2 separate regions of the Hordeum vulgare genome follow, and region 1 is linked to region 2. A link is a contact called in public Hi-C data. All regions are on one chromosome and are shown on one strand. The core of a region is the stretch at or near the end of the contact, and the rest is flanking DNA. Distances in the headings are between cores, read along the strand shown. Region 1 holds the start of LOC123426551 (heavy metal-associated isoprenylated plant protein 7). Region 2 holds the start of LOC123427969.

Region 1 (4,434 bases), core at 143-2,642, 220 kb before region 2:
CCTTGTGTGCCTTAGAGTCGGCAATGACGTCCTCTACTCCTGAATCCGCACAAAAAGGTTTTCAGATGTGGTACTAGGTAGAACAGAGAAAATGAATCTTTGAGCCAAAGAATCTTAATTTTTCCCTTGATAGCAACAACTAGTAGTGCATGGAGAATATGCAGAGGTGCTTGGAACATTTTGAGCAGTATTTGGAGATGATTGAGGAATCAGCTTAACTTTTGAGGACATGTGGCCTCAAGGGCATTGTATACTCAAGGCTGTCATTCTCTTGGAATGTACTCCAACCTTTTGGAGTGAAAAGTCATCCCCCTCACAATTAATCAACCACTAGATTCATGTGCGGCTGATGAGAAAGGAGGAGGATCCTATTAATTAGGTGAATCTGATTATTAAAAAGCTTAGCCCACCTATTGACCTAATCCTTACAATATCACTTAATTGGACATCAGAACAGCACAGAGAAAAACACAAAATCTGGACCTTTTTGAAAAAAAATAAGGAGACAAGGAGAAATAGTAAACAAAATTAGAGCAAACCAACCACATCATCATGTCTCCTAAATCTGATGACCAAAGCTTCCTTCCCATAACCGCAAGGATGACACAAGTTGACCACTAACTATGATGATTCGTGAATCAAGATACACTAAGCACGCACTCCCTAATAAGATCAGTAACAAAAAAAAAGTGCTGAACGAACTTGATAAAACTGTCCCTGTGCTAAGGAAATCAAACCCACGTGACAGCAAGCATACTAGTTCAAAAAACGAAAAGATCTTTTTTTCTCAAACGAAGACGAAAAGATTTACTCTGACGGCGAATCCTGATGCAGCAAAGCGGAGGAAACTACGGGGCAGGGATTAATTAGATTAGATGAGGCGCATTACCATCGAATCTCTTGAGGATTTTCTTGACCTTCCTGGCGCAGCCCTCGCAGTGCATGTAGACCCGCATCACGACCTCCTCCGGCGGCGGCGGCGGCGGCGGGGGCGCCGCCTCCTCCTCCTTGGGCTTCTCCCCCTCCCCTTCCCCCTCCTTGGGCTTGTCGTCCTTGGGCTTGTCCTCCTCTCCCTCCTTGGGCTTCTCCTCCTTCTTCGGCTCCTCCTCCTTGGGCTTCTCCTCCTCCTTGGGCTTCTTCTCCTCCTGCGTGCGAAAACACCACAACACGACGGCGTCAGTCAGTCAAGATTCAGTCCGCCTCACCGCCGCCGCCGAGGAATGCAGCACCAAGCAGGCGTCCTTGCTTACCTCGCCCATGGCGTCCGTCCCTCCTCTGTCCCGCTCCCGCGGCCCTGCTTCCTGGTGGCGTTGGGTGGTGGTGGTGGCTCTGTGCCGCTCCCTGTGGGTGTGTCGCTCGCTACAAGACTAGCAGTGTGGGGGTGGAGGGGGTGGCCTCACTCACTCGCCTTAAGTAGCGGGTGGGCACCGCAAGGGAGTGGGCTGCGATGCGAGATCCGCATGGAAATGATTTGGCATCTCTATCTCCGGGATTTCTTTTTTCTTCTCGTTTTGGTGCTGCTCCCTTCCTTTTTCTCGCTCACTCTATCTCTGCTTTTTTTTTCGGTGCAAACAAAAGAAAAACGTGCTTTGTATTTGGGTGCCAGGAAGTATACGAACGTTCCAGTACACCCGGTGACGTGTCATACCAGCGGCGCCCTTGGGCTCATGAATGAATGAATTACGGACGGTTAAGATCTGGAGTACCAGAAAGATTGTGATTTCTTTTCTTTGATGATGGAACCTCATTTTACACTGTCCTGCCTCAAGGTTAGTGCAGCATCCATGCATCGAATGCCACAAAACTAGAGGCAAGGAGCCTACCTTGCACGGTTTCAAGACCTCGCCTCGTGTGGCCGTGCGCCCCTCTCAAAGCGGCTTTCCTTTCCTTTTTTTTTCTTTTTTTTCTTTGGGATGCTGGGTTAAGGACTAACTAACTACTCCCTCCATTCCTAAATAGTATAAATCTTTTAAGAGATTTTATTAGGAGTCTACATACAGAGAAAAAAGTGAATCTACACTTTAAATTATGTCTATATACATCCGTATGTAGTCTATTAGTGGAATCTTTAGAAAAACTTATATTTAGGAACGGATGGAGTATTACTTTCGTCCTAAAATTATTGTCTTAGGTTTGCTTAGAAAAGGATGTATCTAAATACTAAAAAGTGACTAGATACATTCATATCTAGACAAATGTAAGACAAGAATTTTGGGACGGATGGAGTATAAATTAGCAAAAGGTTTGCAAAGAACAAAAATCTACGAAATCATAATGGTTTTATTTCAGTTATTAATTGGCATTAAGAACCATTTATTTCTCTCCCAAAAAAAGAACCATTTATTTCTCCCAGCTCATAGACAGAAGAGCATTATTCGTCCATGGGCAAATACTTGTCACCTGACTTAGAGGTTTGAACCGCACTATTGTTTCCCAAAATCAAAAAAAGTTTATTCTCAAGAAAACAAGACCCACGACAGTTTTCAATTTTTTTAGTTACTCTCGGCAATCAGAACTATTTATTTTCCCAACTAAAAGAAAAGGAGAGCATGGCTTGTGCCTGCACAAACACTTGTCACCTGACTTGAAGCTTTGGACTATAGTTTTCTTTTATTGCTGCTTTTCTTCTCCTTTTGTCACCGGTATTAGCGTGGCAACAAAATGTTGTTATAGTCTTTTCGTAAAAGGAAGAAATACATAGGTTAAAGAATACAAGGAAGGGTTTCTTTTACGACCAAGAAACTTGTGAGGCTTCCTAGAACAACTTTTCTAGAAGAAATACGCAAACACGGCAATCAAAACTATTTATTTTTCCAATTCAGAGAAAAGGAGAGCATGGCTCGTGCCTGCACAAACACTTGTCACCTGACTTGGAGCTTTGGACCATAGTTTTCTTTTATTGCTGCTTTTCTTCTCCTTTTGTCACCGGTATTACCATCGCAACAAAATGTTGTTAGAGTCTTTTCATAAAAAGGAGAAATACATATATTAAAGAGTACAAGGAAGGGTTTCTTTTATGACCAAGAAACTTGTGAGGCTTCCTAGAACAACTTTTCTAGAAGAAATACGCAAACAAGTAGGGTTGCTATGGATGACGTGTATTTTCACACAATGGCAATGAGATCCTACCTCATCGAAAGGTTGATCCTTTTCAAGTTATTCATAGTGGAAACATTTCATGTTTTGATGTGAGTGAATGTGTTTCTGTTGGTACGAATAAATTCATAGCGGCATGTTAGCGGGAGTTCAAGAGTAACTTCGAAGGTATTCTATGCTCCTCCCGTAAATCGGATTAATCATAGTAAATTAATTTTCCAATCCTTTTCCACTTGCTACTCCATTATTTTGTTAGCTCAAGGGCGTGTATGTGTGCATGCACAAACACTTGTCAGATGACTTTGAGGTTTGGAGAGCATCCTTTTTTACCCCTGCTTTTCTTATTCTTTTGTTACTGGTATTAGCATGCAACAAAAAGATAATAAAATCTTCCATGAAAAGAAGAAATGTATATTGAAGAGTATAAATAAGGGTTTTCTTTTGTGATTAGGAAACTTGTGGGGCTTCCTAAGACAACAACAACTAGTAGAAATACACTTTCCAAATTCACAAGAAGTTTATCTCAATAAAACAAAAATTACAATAGTTTTCGGGCTTTTTTTAGTTACTAATTGGCATTTAGAATCATTTATTTTTCCATCTCAGAAACACGAGAGCATGGCTCGTGCATGCACAAACACTTGTCACCTCACTTGGAGTTTTAAACCAAATATTTTTTTCTGCTTTTCTTCTCTTTTTCTTGACGACATCGGTGTCGCAACAAAAGGGTTGTTAAGAGTATTTTCATAAAAGGGAGAAATATATTGAAGAGTATAAGGAAGGGTCTCTTTTGCAATCGAGATACTTGTGAGGCTTCCCAGACAACTTTTGGAGAAGAAATACATGAAGAAGTGTGGTTGCTATGGATGACGAGTATTTCCACACAAAGGCAATGAGATCCTACTTCATATAAAGGTTCATTATTTTTGTAGTGTTCATAGTAGAAACATTTTCAATGTTGTTATACGAGGAAATGTGTTTCCCTTGATAGGAATGAATTCATAGTTAGCGGGAATCCCACAATAACTTTGAAGATATTCTACCGCTTGAGTCGTAATTCAAATTGATCACAATAAATTAATTTCCAATCTTTTCGAGTTACTAATCCATTAGTTTGTGAGTTGAGAGACAAAAGAGCATGTACGTGTGCATGCACAAACACCTATCACCCCACTTAGAGTTTTGAACCACATCTTTTTATCGTTGCTTTTCTTTTCTTTTTTGTATGTACTAGTAAATGTGTATGGACATGCACGTTGAATTTTGTACAATATTAATTGCATGCTAATATTACGTAGGATATTAATTGCATGTTTATTTTATTATTTGTGTTGATAT
Region 2 (4,417 bases), core at 1,048-3,547:
ACTGCATTGTTGCAAATGCATTACATTAAATATACTTCCACAAAATGTGGAGGGCAACACAGAAACAACCAAACTGGAAGGAAAGAATCATTTACCCGGTGTTTCGGATACGTGAAATCTGTTCTGGGGACTTAAACCCAGTCCAGTAAGCTGAAAGCCAGTCCCTCTTGTTGGGGATATCGTCTTTGCTCTTTTTGAATTCCTCATTCAGTATGGTGCTGACCTTCTTGTGTATCTTGTCAATATCTTCCTTGGAGATCTTCCCTGATTCTAACAGCTGGTTTTGATACATCTCAAGCGCACTTGGGTGGTTCCTAATCACCTGATTCAGATAGAAAGAACTTTTGAAATGTAAAAGGCAACATGTTACACGTATAACATCACTATTTGATTATGTGGAATCAGTTTTATTGCTGATTTATGGCAATCTTTCTACTTCTGTTTACCAACAGATAAGTAAAATACTTATGGCTCACAGTTCTGTCTACTAAATGATAAACTAGCCAGAGTTCCGAAGATGACATTACTCAAAAAGTAAGGAATGACCAGGACTGAAATTAAGAATAAAAAAGCAAAATGCACTTAGAATTGTGTGCCGGATCATAATCATAATGGTGTTTTCCCTTTTTCTTTCCTTTGGAGCATGGTGGGGGTGTGGATAGTACCTTGTACATTTTAGGCTGGGTGAAGGAGGGCTCATCAATCTCGTTATGCCCAAATCGACGGTAACATACAATATCCACCACTACATCAGAATGAAATGTTTGTCTCCACTCCGCAGCAAGTTCACAAGTATAAACCACAGCCTCCAAGTCGTCACCGTTCACATGGAAAATTGGAGCATCCAATGCTTTGGCTACATCTGTACAATACTGTGAAGACCTCCCTGACATCGGATCAGTAGTGAATGCAACCTGATTATTGACCACAAGATGAATTGTACCACCGGTGGTGTAGTTTGGAAGTGCACTCAGATGCAGGGTCTCATACACAACACCCTGCCCTGAGAAGCTTCCATCACCATGCAACAGCACCCCAAGATTCTTGGTCCTGTCAAGATCATTAGAATAGTACTGCTTTGCTCTGGTCTTCCCGGCAACAACAGGATCGACTGCTTCCAAATGACTTGGATTTGCAACCAATGATAGATGGATATGTTTCCCACCTCTGGTAGGCCTATCATATGAAGTTCCTAGATGGTACTTGACATCGCCTGTCCCTGTATACAAACCCTCCCCCTCGTTGACAGGCTTGGTACCACCACTAAACTCACTGAAGATCTGTCGCAAGGGCTTACGTACGACGTTTCCCAAGACATTGAGCCTGCCTCTGTGTGGCATCCCAATGACAATACTCTCTACACCAAGATCAGCTGCCCTGTCAAACATCTCCTTCATACCAGGAATCAGTGTCTCGGCACCTTCGAGGCCGAATCGCTTTGCAGTGGTCCACTTCTGTGCCAAGAAATTCTCAAACTGGGTACTCCAGATGAGCCTATCGAGCATGACCTGCCGACGATCATAGGTGTACTCCCTTGGGTTAACTGTCTCGATCCTATCCCTCAGCCAGTTGCACTTTTCGCGGTCAGGTATGTGCATGTACTCGTAACCAATGGTGCCACAGTAGGCCTGCTCCAGACGCGCCAACACGGAACGAAGTGTCTGCACAGGCCGATTCTCTGACAAGAACCCAGCCATCCTCCACACCCCGAGGAAGAACTCCCGATCCAAATCAGACTCAGAGAAGCCGTAGAACGCCGGGTCCAGGACATCCGGAACCGGCCGCTGCTCCAGCCCAAGAGGGTCGAGCTTGGCCTTCATGTGGCCGCTCACCTGGTACGCGCGCACGAGCAGCAGCAGCCTCATGCTCTCCTGGATCGTCTGCCCGGATATGCCGGGCGACGTGGCGGCCTGCCCGACAAAGTTCCGGAAGAAGTTGTCCCAGGACTCGTCGACGGAGGTCGGGTCCGCCTCCCACGCCCGCTGCAGCTCCTCGAGGTACACGCTGCTGGTCCCATCGAGGAAGCTGTCTGTGAGGCGCGAGAGCGGCACGGCGCGGGGCTCAGGCGCCGCGTACCGCCGGGGGAGCGTCGAGTGGAAGTACCGCGGCGCGGGGCCGGCGAACGGGCTCGCCGGAGCGCGCGACAGGCTCCTCCGCAGCGCCACCCGGGCTAAACCCGACGCGGCCCGGAACAGCCCCATTTTCAGATCGAATTCCCTCTCCCGACGCCAAATCTAGCCGCGGAAAACTGGACGTATCGATCGAAGAGAAACAGAGAATTAGATCAGGAGAAAAGATGGGAGCAAATCCAAACAAGTTAGGGTTCGTCACCTACAAGAGAAATCGTCCCGATCTTCGGTGGAAGAATGCCTGGAGCGGGTTCCACCCACGACGCCGCCGCGAGGGGAAGAGGAGAAAGATGGACGCGGATAAATGGGACGATGGGGATATATTCGATATTTTCTGGGATGTTTTCGCGAACAAGGCGTTGATGTTTAGAGAAAATACTATTTTGGGTCCTTGTTTGCGATTAGGCGGGGTTCCGTGCTAGTTGCTCTTCTGCACTTCAGATTGCATTTCGCACTCCTAGAAACGAGGATTCTCATATTTATGTACTACCACTAGGGCAAATTCAACTATAAATTTAAACTATTTAATTATGTTATCAACAAACTGTTTATGCTGTTAATGAAATTGCTAACGAGCCAAAACTAAATCGCTAATCTCTACTAATAAAAGCACGAAGAGGAAGATCCAACTCATCATCTCAGCCGTCTAATCACTTAATCAAGGGTCTAGATAGGTCATTAACGAAAGTATGCAGTTTTCGTTAGCGCTAAACAATCCCACGTCTCGCGAGAGGAATCAATCCTAGCGGTTTCATCTCTATCTCTACTAATAAAAGCACGAAGAGGAAGATCCAACTCATCATCTCAACCGTCTAATCACTTAATCAAGGGTCTAGATAGGTCATTAACGAAAGTATGCAGTTTTCGTTAGCGCTAAACAATCCCACGTCTCGCGAGAGGAATCAATCCTAGCGGTTTCAAAAGAAAAAAAGAACGAGGATCCTGGCTCGCACTCGACCGCCTCCTCCGCTCCCTCCTCCCCCGCTCGCACTCGGACCATACGCCGCGCCTGCTCCCCCGCTCGCCGCGCCTCCTCCCCCCGCTCGCTGCGCCGCGCCTCCTCCCGCCGCTCGTCTCGAACCCTCCCCCCACCACCGCGCCTCCTCCCGCCGCTCGCCGCGAACCCTCCCCCCGCCACCGCGCCTCCTCCCGCCGCTCGCCGCGAACCCTCCCCCCGCCACCGCGCCTCCTCCCGCCGCCCGCCGCGAACCCTCCCCGCGCCTCCTCCCGCCGCTCGCCGCGAACCCTCCCCCGTCACCGCGCCTCCTCCCGCCGCTCGCCGAAGTCTTGATTGTGACATACAGCCTGCGCCTCATACGAACGTAGCAACTGTATACCGCTGTTTCAGTTCTGGGTTTTTGACAGCCACAAGCGGGCTAAATCTTTCCTCTGCAACCAGTGAGATAATCGTAAGCACGTGCCGGATCCACAAGGTGAGCTGCTTTTGTACAGTTTCAGGCATTATGAATTACATGCATTTTCTATGTAACTTCATTGTCACTTCTGTGCTAGGCGGGGATTGGAGGCCCCCTTGTTGATTTTGATGGCAACTTTGTCGGGATGAACTCCTCTCGTACCAAAATGGAGAAGACCGCCTACGTGCGAAGGGAGGGAATTTTCCGATTCTTGTTGTTTCACAGGAAGGTCAGGTATGTACACTTTCAGTATTGATGAACTGCAATTCCCTCTTTGGTGTTTACTCATGCTTCTCTCTTACTGTATCCTATTCTACATATCCCTTCAATTTTTATTTGAGTTTGTATGCAAGGTATATCATTCTCAAAGCCAAACAGCAGGTTCCAAGGTTTACGAATTTATATCCCCAAAACTGTCCCATTAGCTATTTTTCTACTCATGTGTTTCTTTTCTTAAATTGTTTAGATCTGCACTGTACTAGATTAAGGTTGTTATTTCAATGCCGGCGCTAATACATATTTCTGCTAGACTTGAACATACATTTAACAAGATGACCCATGTGGAAATTATTTAAGATTTTCTTAAATTTCTCTGCTGTGAAATATCTGTAACTATTTGGCTCCCTTGTTCTGTTCCCTTGTTTAATACTTGCTCATTTTGTGTATGTGGTTGTGATATGTTGCCTTTGTGGATTTATCTCTTTGAGTATTCTGCGTTGCGCTGCAGTGTTAGAGTTAAGGAAGGGGCTGATGATGCTTCAAGGGCCAGAATGAACAGTGAGATGAAAGCAATTAGGCCAAGTGAGTCCATTTCTGCTTCCTTTTTCCTGACTATTCATAGTAGAACGTTTTATTAACTGTATCACACATGAT

The links. A called contact is a pair of places that touch in the nucleus more often than the background predicts.
Region 1: a contact with region 2 is called in a Hi-C map of leaf, with 2.4 times the contacts expected there. The contact joins the promoter of LOC123426551 here to the promoter of LOC123427969 in region 2. A contact is called at or near these places in 4 of 6 Hi-C or Micro-C datasets (leaf and seedling) and 1 of 1 datasets of contacts at active chromatin or transcription factors (embryo).

What each region holds. Positions count from the first base shown.
Region 1 is chr2H:435,116,298-435,120,731 of MorexV3_pseudomolecules_assembly, reverse strand. It overlaps LOC123426551 (heavy metal-associated isoprenylated plant protein 7), which reads right to left and starts at 1,392. Exons shown (of 5, transcript XM_045110410.1): 1 at 1,251-1,392; 2 at 890-1,145; 3 at 1-39. The coding sequence starts at 1,259.
Region 2 is chr2H:434,898,004-434,902,420 of MorexV3_pseudomolecules_assembly, reverse strand. It overlaps LOC123427969, which reads left to right and starts at 2,297. Exons shown (of 11, transcript XM_045112115.1): 1 at 2,297-2,493; 2 at 3,001-3,562; 3 at 3,642-3,778; 4 at 4,272-4,345. The coding sequence starts at 2,297. It overlaps LOC123426549 (2-oxoglutarate dehydrogenase, mitochondrial-like), which reads right to left and starts at 2,576. Exons shown (of 9, transcript XM_045110408.1): 1 at 2,336-2,576; 2 at 666-2,248; 3 at 96-322; 4 at 1. The coding sequence starts at 2,201.